Regions from separate parts of the Pan troglodytes genome. Here region 2 is linked to region 1. A link is a contact called in public Hi-C data. All regions are on one chromosome and are shown on one strand. Each heading gives the region's core, a stretch centred on a gene start, on an enhancer-like site or on the middle of the called end of the contact. The rest is flanking DNA. Distances are from core to core; before and after follow the strand shown. Region 1 overlaps CENPW (centromere protein W). Region 2 holds the start of RSPO3 (R-spondin 3).

Region 1 (3,570 bases), core at 193-2,692:
AGCAAAATTAAAGATACTAGTGCACTCAGAACTGTTATATTTAATCAAGGTGGGGGACAAGATAGCACTAGACAAAGCCACGAAGCGCTGTTCCCACTGAGAGAGAACGAATTAACAAGTAAACCAACATAATCTGGGTAGATCTTTGGAGAGAAAACACTGAGGGTGGATGAAGAGACAAGTAACACTGAGGCTGAAGAGGAAGCTGAGCACTGAGACTGAATCGGGTGCACCAAACAGCTCCTAGGGAAGGAGTGAAGGGACTGAGGGACAGCTCAATCTCACTACAGACCACTGGGATCCTAGCTACAGGGAACCCCACACCCCCATGGGCCTGTGAATTGGCAGAGGAATATGGCCAGGGAGTAAGCAGACAGGGCCTCAACTGGCACAGAGCCCATGAGCTTTTGTGCATAGGGTGGCTCCAACAAAGGGCAGCCATAGATGCTCACTCCCACGGCATGTCATCTCCCTCTGAGAAGCTCCAGCCCCAGCTGACTACCAAGCCAGGAAAGGGCAAGACTGGCTTTCCTGCAGGACTGGGGTGCATCAGTTCTACAGGCCCTCCTGCCCACCAGCCCCTCCCAGGGCCCCTGTCGACCCACTCCATAGAAGTGTGTGCACAGCGCAGCCTCCAGGGCCCAGCCTGAGTGCTCTAATACACCTGAGTACTTTCCGGAGAGCACTTTGTATCCCCCAGCAGAGCCAGAGCCCAGCCCTAAGCCACTGGCCCTCCCAGCCTGCCAGGGCTGTGGCACACAGCTCTGGAGTACTGAGCTGAAAGTTGTGGCCGGCACTTAAGCAGAGGAGCCCCCATTTTCACAGCAGTAAGAGGGACAAGATGTGTGGCAGTGGGGCATGCCTCTTTCCACAGTACCAGTTCAGAAAGAGTGTAGTCTATCTCCCTGTCCTGGCCTCTACCTGATGAAGTCCCACAGCCTGGAACACTCAACAAAAGAAAAATGAGAGTGGTGCTAGTGACCAAGGGGATTCCCTAAATGCCCAGGAGCAGGCCTGGTGAGGGTGTCATCTCTCTGCCCACCACAGAGCATGGTTATGAACATAGAAATACAAAAGAGGCTGGGCGCGGTGGCTCACGCCTGAAATCCCAGCACTTTGGGAGGCCAAGGCGGGTGGATCACGAGCTCAGGAGATCAAGACCATCCTGGCTAACATGGTGAAACCCCATCTCTACTAAACATACAAAAAATGAGCCAGGCGTGGTAGCCGGCGCCTGTAGTCCCAGCTCCCCTGGAGGTTGAGGAAGAAAGCATTAACCCAGGAGGCGGAGCTTGCAGTGAGCCGGGACTGCGCCACTGCACTCCATCCTGGGCGAGAGCAAGACTCCGTCTCAAAAAAAAGAAAAAAAGAAAGAAAGAAATAGAAAAGAGCCACACATCTTGATTAAGAGCCCATCTACCCGCAATTACTCTTAAGCGTCTTAAGCGCCATCTACTGGATAACAGCTGAAACTATAACACCAAAATTATCTAATATACATCCCTGTGAAAACAAGTATAAGAATTCATCCACAAATAAAAATCCCATACAGAGTCATGACCCTCTGAATGCATCGCGAAATGAACCCAACTTACTATATTCAAACTATACCACAGTTAAGAGAATACTAGCCCCTCCAGATGAGAAAGAATCAGTGCAAGAATTCTGGCAATTCAAAAAGTCAGAATGTCCCCTTAACCTCCAAATAAGCCCACTACTCCCCCAGGAATGGTTCATAACCAGATTGAAATGACCAAAATGACACACACAGAATTCAGAATCTGGATGGCAAAGAAGCTCATTGAGATTTATGAGAAAGTTGAGACCCAATCCAAGGAATCCAGTAAAATGATCCAAGAGCTGAAAGATGAAATAACCATTATAAGAAAGAAACAAACTGACCTTCTGGAACTAAAAATTCACTATGGAAATTTCATAATACAATAGAAAGTAGTAGCAGCAGAATAGACCAAGTTAGGGGAAACAAACAAACAAACAAAAAAAAAAAACAAAAAACAAAAAACAAAACCCCAGAGCTTGAAGACCAGTTCTTCAAATCAACTCAAATGAGAAAAAAAAATTTTTTTTTAAATTAACAAAATCTCTGAGAAATATGGGATTATGTAAAGATACCAAACTTACAAGTCATTGACATTCCTGAGAGAGGAGAGAGAATAAGTAACATGGAAAATATATTTGAGGTTACATATCACAAAAATTTCCTTAATCTAGCCAGAATGGTTGACATGCAAATTCAAGAAATACTGAGAACCCTAGCTAGGTACTATAGGAGACAACTATTCCTAAGGCATAGAGTCATCAGATTCTCCAAGGTCAATGAAAAAGAAAAAAATCTTAAACACACCTAGAGAGAAAGGTCAGGCCACATACAAAAGGAACCCCATCAAGCTAGCAGTGGATCTCTCAGCAGAAATCTTACAAGCCAGAAGACACTGAGAACCTATTTTCAGCATCCTTGAAGTAAAGAAATTCCAACCAAGAATTTAGTATCATACCAAACTATACTTCATAAGCGAAGGAAAAATAAAATCCTTCCCAGTCAAGCAAACACTGAGGGAATTTGTTACAATTAGACCGGCCTTATAAGATGTCTTTAAGGGAGTGCTAAATATGGAACTGAAATATGTTTTGCTACCACAAAATCAAACTTAAGCACATAGCCCACAGACAATATAAAGCACCTACACAATCAAGTCTACCTAACAACCAGCTAACACAATGACAGGATCAAAATTTCACATACCAATACCAGGCCCGAATGTAAATGGGCTAAACATTCCACTTAAAAGGAATAGAGTTGTAATTCAGATAAAATGACAAGACCCAACTATCTGCTGTCTTCAAGAGGCCCATCTCACAAGTAACAACACCCACAGGCTCAAAATAAAGGGATAAAGAAAGTTCTATCATGCAAATGTAAAAAAAAAAAAAGAAAAGAAAAAAGCAGGAGTTGCTATTCTTGTTATCAGACAAAACAATTTAAACCACTAACTATTAGGAAGGACAAAGACGGGCATTATGTAATGATAAACAGAACAATTCAACAATAAGATATAACTATCCTAATTATGTAATCACCCAACATTAGGGCACCCAGATTCAAAAAACAAGTTCTTGACCTAGGAAAAAACTTAGACAGACACATAGTAATAGTGGGAGACTTCAACACCTCACTGACAGCATTAGACAGATCACTGGAGCAGAAAACAAAGAAATTTTGAACTTAAACTCAACACTTGACTGATTTGACCTAACAGACATCTACAGAATAACCTACCCAAAAATCACAGCATATACATTCTTCTCATCTGCACACAGAACATATTCTAAGATCAGCCACATGCTGTCATAAAGAAAGTCTCAATAAATTAAAAAAAAAAGAAAAGAAATCATATCAAGTACACTCTCAGACCACAGTGCAATAAAAATAGACATCAATATCAAGATATCTTGAAATTCCACAAATACCTTAACAACTTTTTCCTGAATAACTCCTGGATGAACATTGAATTTAAGGCAGAAATCAAAATATTTTTTGAAATTAGTGAA
Region 2 (3,426 bases), core at 261-2,760, 770 kb before region 1:
CCAACCCTCCAAATAACAGCATTAAGGGCAGCGAGGAGGCGAATCTTTAGGGAGACCCCACTCTCTGTACGTGTGTGTCTCAGGGGACACACTTGAAAGGGCCAGAGATGGTACAGACGCTCACATGTGACAAGAGAGAACCTGGAAACTCCGCACCTCCGGCTCCCCACAGCTGGGGTTTTGCTGTCTTCAACCCTCGGGCGGGGGACGTCCGGCAGCTCTGCAAACGCGCAGACACGCGAACCCCATCGCCTCGCGCGCCCTTTGGCTCCGCTGGTGCGTGTCGGGGATGCGGCCGCGCAGGCGCTCGCTCCCTGGCTTCCTGGCCGGGTAGCGGGCGTTCGGCTACCGGAGTCCAGCCTAAGGGCCCAGCCGAGGTCTCCCCGCGCGAGGCGGTTGCGCTAGGTGAGCGGGTACCGCGGCCGCGCCTCCCTTGGCATTTACTCAGCGGTCAGGGGCATCCTGCGTCTGGGCGTCCCAAGTGCCTTCGGCTGGGTGCCCCTGTCCGATCCTCAAAAGGAAAGCACAAATCCCGGGTGCGAGTCTAACCCAGGACCGAACTTTCCCGCGAACCTGAAGTTACCATGGGGCGGGAGCCACCTTAGCGCCGCGTCCGCCCGCCCCTCGCACCGGCTAGGATGCTGCGGAAGGCAGGGGCGCCGAGAGGCAAGGGTGAAAGACGCCGTCCATACCCCCAAAGCCCGAACCTGCATCTCCTGTGCGAGGCGCGGGGCGGGAGGACCGCTGCAGTTGGGAGCCGGCTCCGGACAGGCAAAGCGACCCGACAGGTGAACGCGGCGGGAGGGAGCAAACGCGTAAAAAACCCTGCACTTACTTCTTCGCTGGCGCCTTCCCCGGGAGGCGTTTTGGCTGCCGATGTATTCCATAAAGTTCAAAATGATAAAAAGCCAAGAAATCAGTCGCAAGTGCATAGTAACCCAGTAATGCTTCCCTTCCTTTCTCCTCTTTCTTTTGATTGTTAATTATATTTAATGTTTTTAAAATATATGTAGGTGTTAGGCGTATATAGACAGTGCCCGAGCAGCGGGACTTCTCCTCTCACATCCGATAGGCGTGCTGTGATGGCAAGCGAAGTGGGGCGGGTGGACAGGGAAACCAACTATTGTACTTTCAAATTATCCAAGCACTGAACTGCGGCGGCTTCGCTGGGGTGGCTGGCATCGCCGCGAACCGGGGTTCCAGGAGCCGCCGGGGCGGCCGCAGGTAGCATGTTGTGCGGCAACTGCCGCAGGCGGGATCCGGGCGGGCGAGCGGCGGCGGCGGCGGCGGCAGCGGCGGCCCCTTGGGCTCAGAAGCTGCGGCGGCTGCGGCTGCAGCGGCGGGGGCCCCGGGAGCGCAGGGGAGCGGGCGCCGTCGGCACAGCGGCCATGGCCAAGGGGCGGCGGAGAGACCCCGAGCTGCTTCTGGCGTGCGCGAGCAGGAGACGCTCCAGTGTTGGGCTGGGCTCCCGGGAGCACCACATAGGGGAGGAGGAGGAGGAGGGCAGGGAGGGGGGAGGGAGAGGAGGGCAGGGAGGGGGAGAGGAGGGGGGATGGCTGTGGGGGGCGGGGGGAGCTCGGGGGCGGGGAAGGAAACTGCTGGAGCAACAACCCTGAGCGACCTCAATAACTTTCAATTTCAAGAGGGAAAGAGGGAGCTGGAAAAGTACAGGCGTTGCGCTTTGGCAGAGGGACGGGAAGAGGCGCCTAAGGGGTCCCGAGTCTACAGCGCAGCATCTCTGGACACTGCAGTGACGGCGGGAGAATTCCAGCCAGAAGAATGGGGAAAGCAGTGCGTGCGAAGAGCCCCTCCAGAAGGGCAGCTCTGGCGGGGAGACTTGGGCGCACTGGGGCTGGCAGGCAGTGTTGAGGCCGAAGACCCCCCCACCCATCCCAGTTCGGCTCCTCTCCGCGGCCTCAAGCTAGGCGCACCCGGCTGTTGGTGGCCGTGCGCCCCTGCGCCCTTGTGCCCCCGCGCCCCCACCCCATCCCCAGCGCCGGCGCGCAACTACCCTCTCCCCCTTGGCAGATCGCTGGAGAGTTTCTGGCTGCTGACTTGTTACCGGCTTTCCTGACCTTCTCCTCTGTTGCCTTTCTCCCTTTTTCTTTTTCTTTCTTTCTCTCTCTCTCTCTTTCTTTCTTTCTTCCTTCCTCTTTCTTTTTCTTTCTTTCTTTCTTTCCTTCTTTCCTTCCTTCCTTCCTTCCTTCCTTCTTCTTTCTTTCTTTCTTTCCTTTCTTTCTTTCTTTTCGGCTGCAGTTGGTCGCCAGGCGGGTGGTGGGGAGGAAACTCTGTGGGTGCTGCCGGTCAGCTACTCTGAGGTTTACCTGCTCCGAGCGGGGAGGACCCAGAAGTGTGTGCGCTCAGGACCTTCCCGTTGGAAATGCAGCTGTGCTACGGCTTTCTTCCAAACCAAGGCTTTTCTGTGGCTTTGGAAGATTCCTTTCCCGCTCAGGCAATTCCCTCTATAGTCAGCTCGCCCCCCTTGGAGTTTTCTCTCCCACCCTCGGTCTCCCAGTGTTCTTGAGAGGATCTGTTGTACATTTTAATCTCGCATCTGGAAGACTGGGAATAAGATTTGGAAAGATTTTCCCAGTCTTGGGGAAGGAAGGGGAAGGTCCACTACTTTCTTATCTTCCCAGCCCAAGTGGAGGCCCAAGGCAGCAGAGAGTAAGATGCTCTGGCCCACCCAGGGATGGGAGAACAGAGGGCCGGCACCCCTGAGTGGGGCACACCCTGGCTGTCGTTAGTAAATGGTGAGCTTTCCACGTCTTTTCTCCGGTAGCACCAGCCGATGAACTTTTCAGTAATTACTGAAGAAGTATTTAGTCGAAAGTCACAAGCCTCAAGTGATTTTAACATAAGCCTGCCCTATGTATTATATTTAACAGAATATCTGAAGGACTACACTAGCACTACAGGTTAACACAGCAGCAAACTTCTGGGAGGTCACTTTGAAAGAGTCCCTGATTCATAGGTGCTTTGCTAATTTTTGTGCTCAAATAATTCAGTGTAAGTCAATTGCTAAAGCCTTGCAGAGTAGCAAGTGACACTTGCACTTCTATCTGCTTCCTCCATTTGTAATCCCTATTACTGGATTGCCTTCAATTTATGTAAATTAGGTAAATTTACATGAATTAGAGCATTTTGTAAGTTTGCAATGCTGTGAATTGTATGTCTCTGGAGTCCTTTAGTGGTATATTTGTTATACATCCCAAAAGTAGGATAGAGGCGATAAAGTGGCCTAGATGCAAAAGGAAGGGAACTTGAAATATGCATTATTTTCAAGATGCTAAAAATTAGAATCTGAGAGATGGCCTTTTGATGTTAATTCTTTAATTAACTATCATTTATTATTTTGCATGCTCGTGTTGGAATTTCGAAAGTAGGCATAGTTTCCTTTAGGTTTGATATTATGAGGAAGATGAC

What was found. A called contact is a pair of places that touch in the nucleus more often than the background predicts.
Region 2: a contact with region 1 is called in a Hi-C map of induced pluripotent stem cells, with 2.6 times the contacts expected there. The contact joins the promoter of RSPO3 here to the enhancer-like site in region 1. A contact is called at or near these places in 3 of 7 Hi-C or Micro-C datasets (induced pluripotent stem cells and stem cell-derived neural progenitor cells) and 1 of 1 datasets of contacts at active chromatin or transcription factors (stem cell-derived excitatory neurons).

The regions. Positions count from the first base shown.
Region 1 is chr5:138,238,268-138,241,837 of NHGRI_mPanTro3-v2.0_pri, reverse strand. The region is part of intron 2 of CENPW (centromere protein W); the gene reads right to left. Among named protein-coding and RNA genes, the nearest start is that of CENPW, 21 kb to the right of the region's middle. Within about 2 kb of position 1,442, at least 2 of the 24 cell types and tissues checked have an H3K27ac peak or open chromatin away from gene starts, as enhancers often do. A contact at or near this core is called in induced pluripotent stem cells, where this site is marked.
Region 2 is chr5:139,005,267-139,008,692 of NHGRI_mPanTro3-v2.0_pri, reverse strand. It overlaps RSPO3 (R-spondin 3), which reads right to left and starts at 1,510. Exons shown (of 5, transcript XM_001166327.8): 1 at 836-1,510. The coding sequence starts at 932.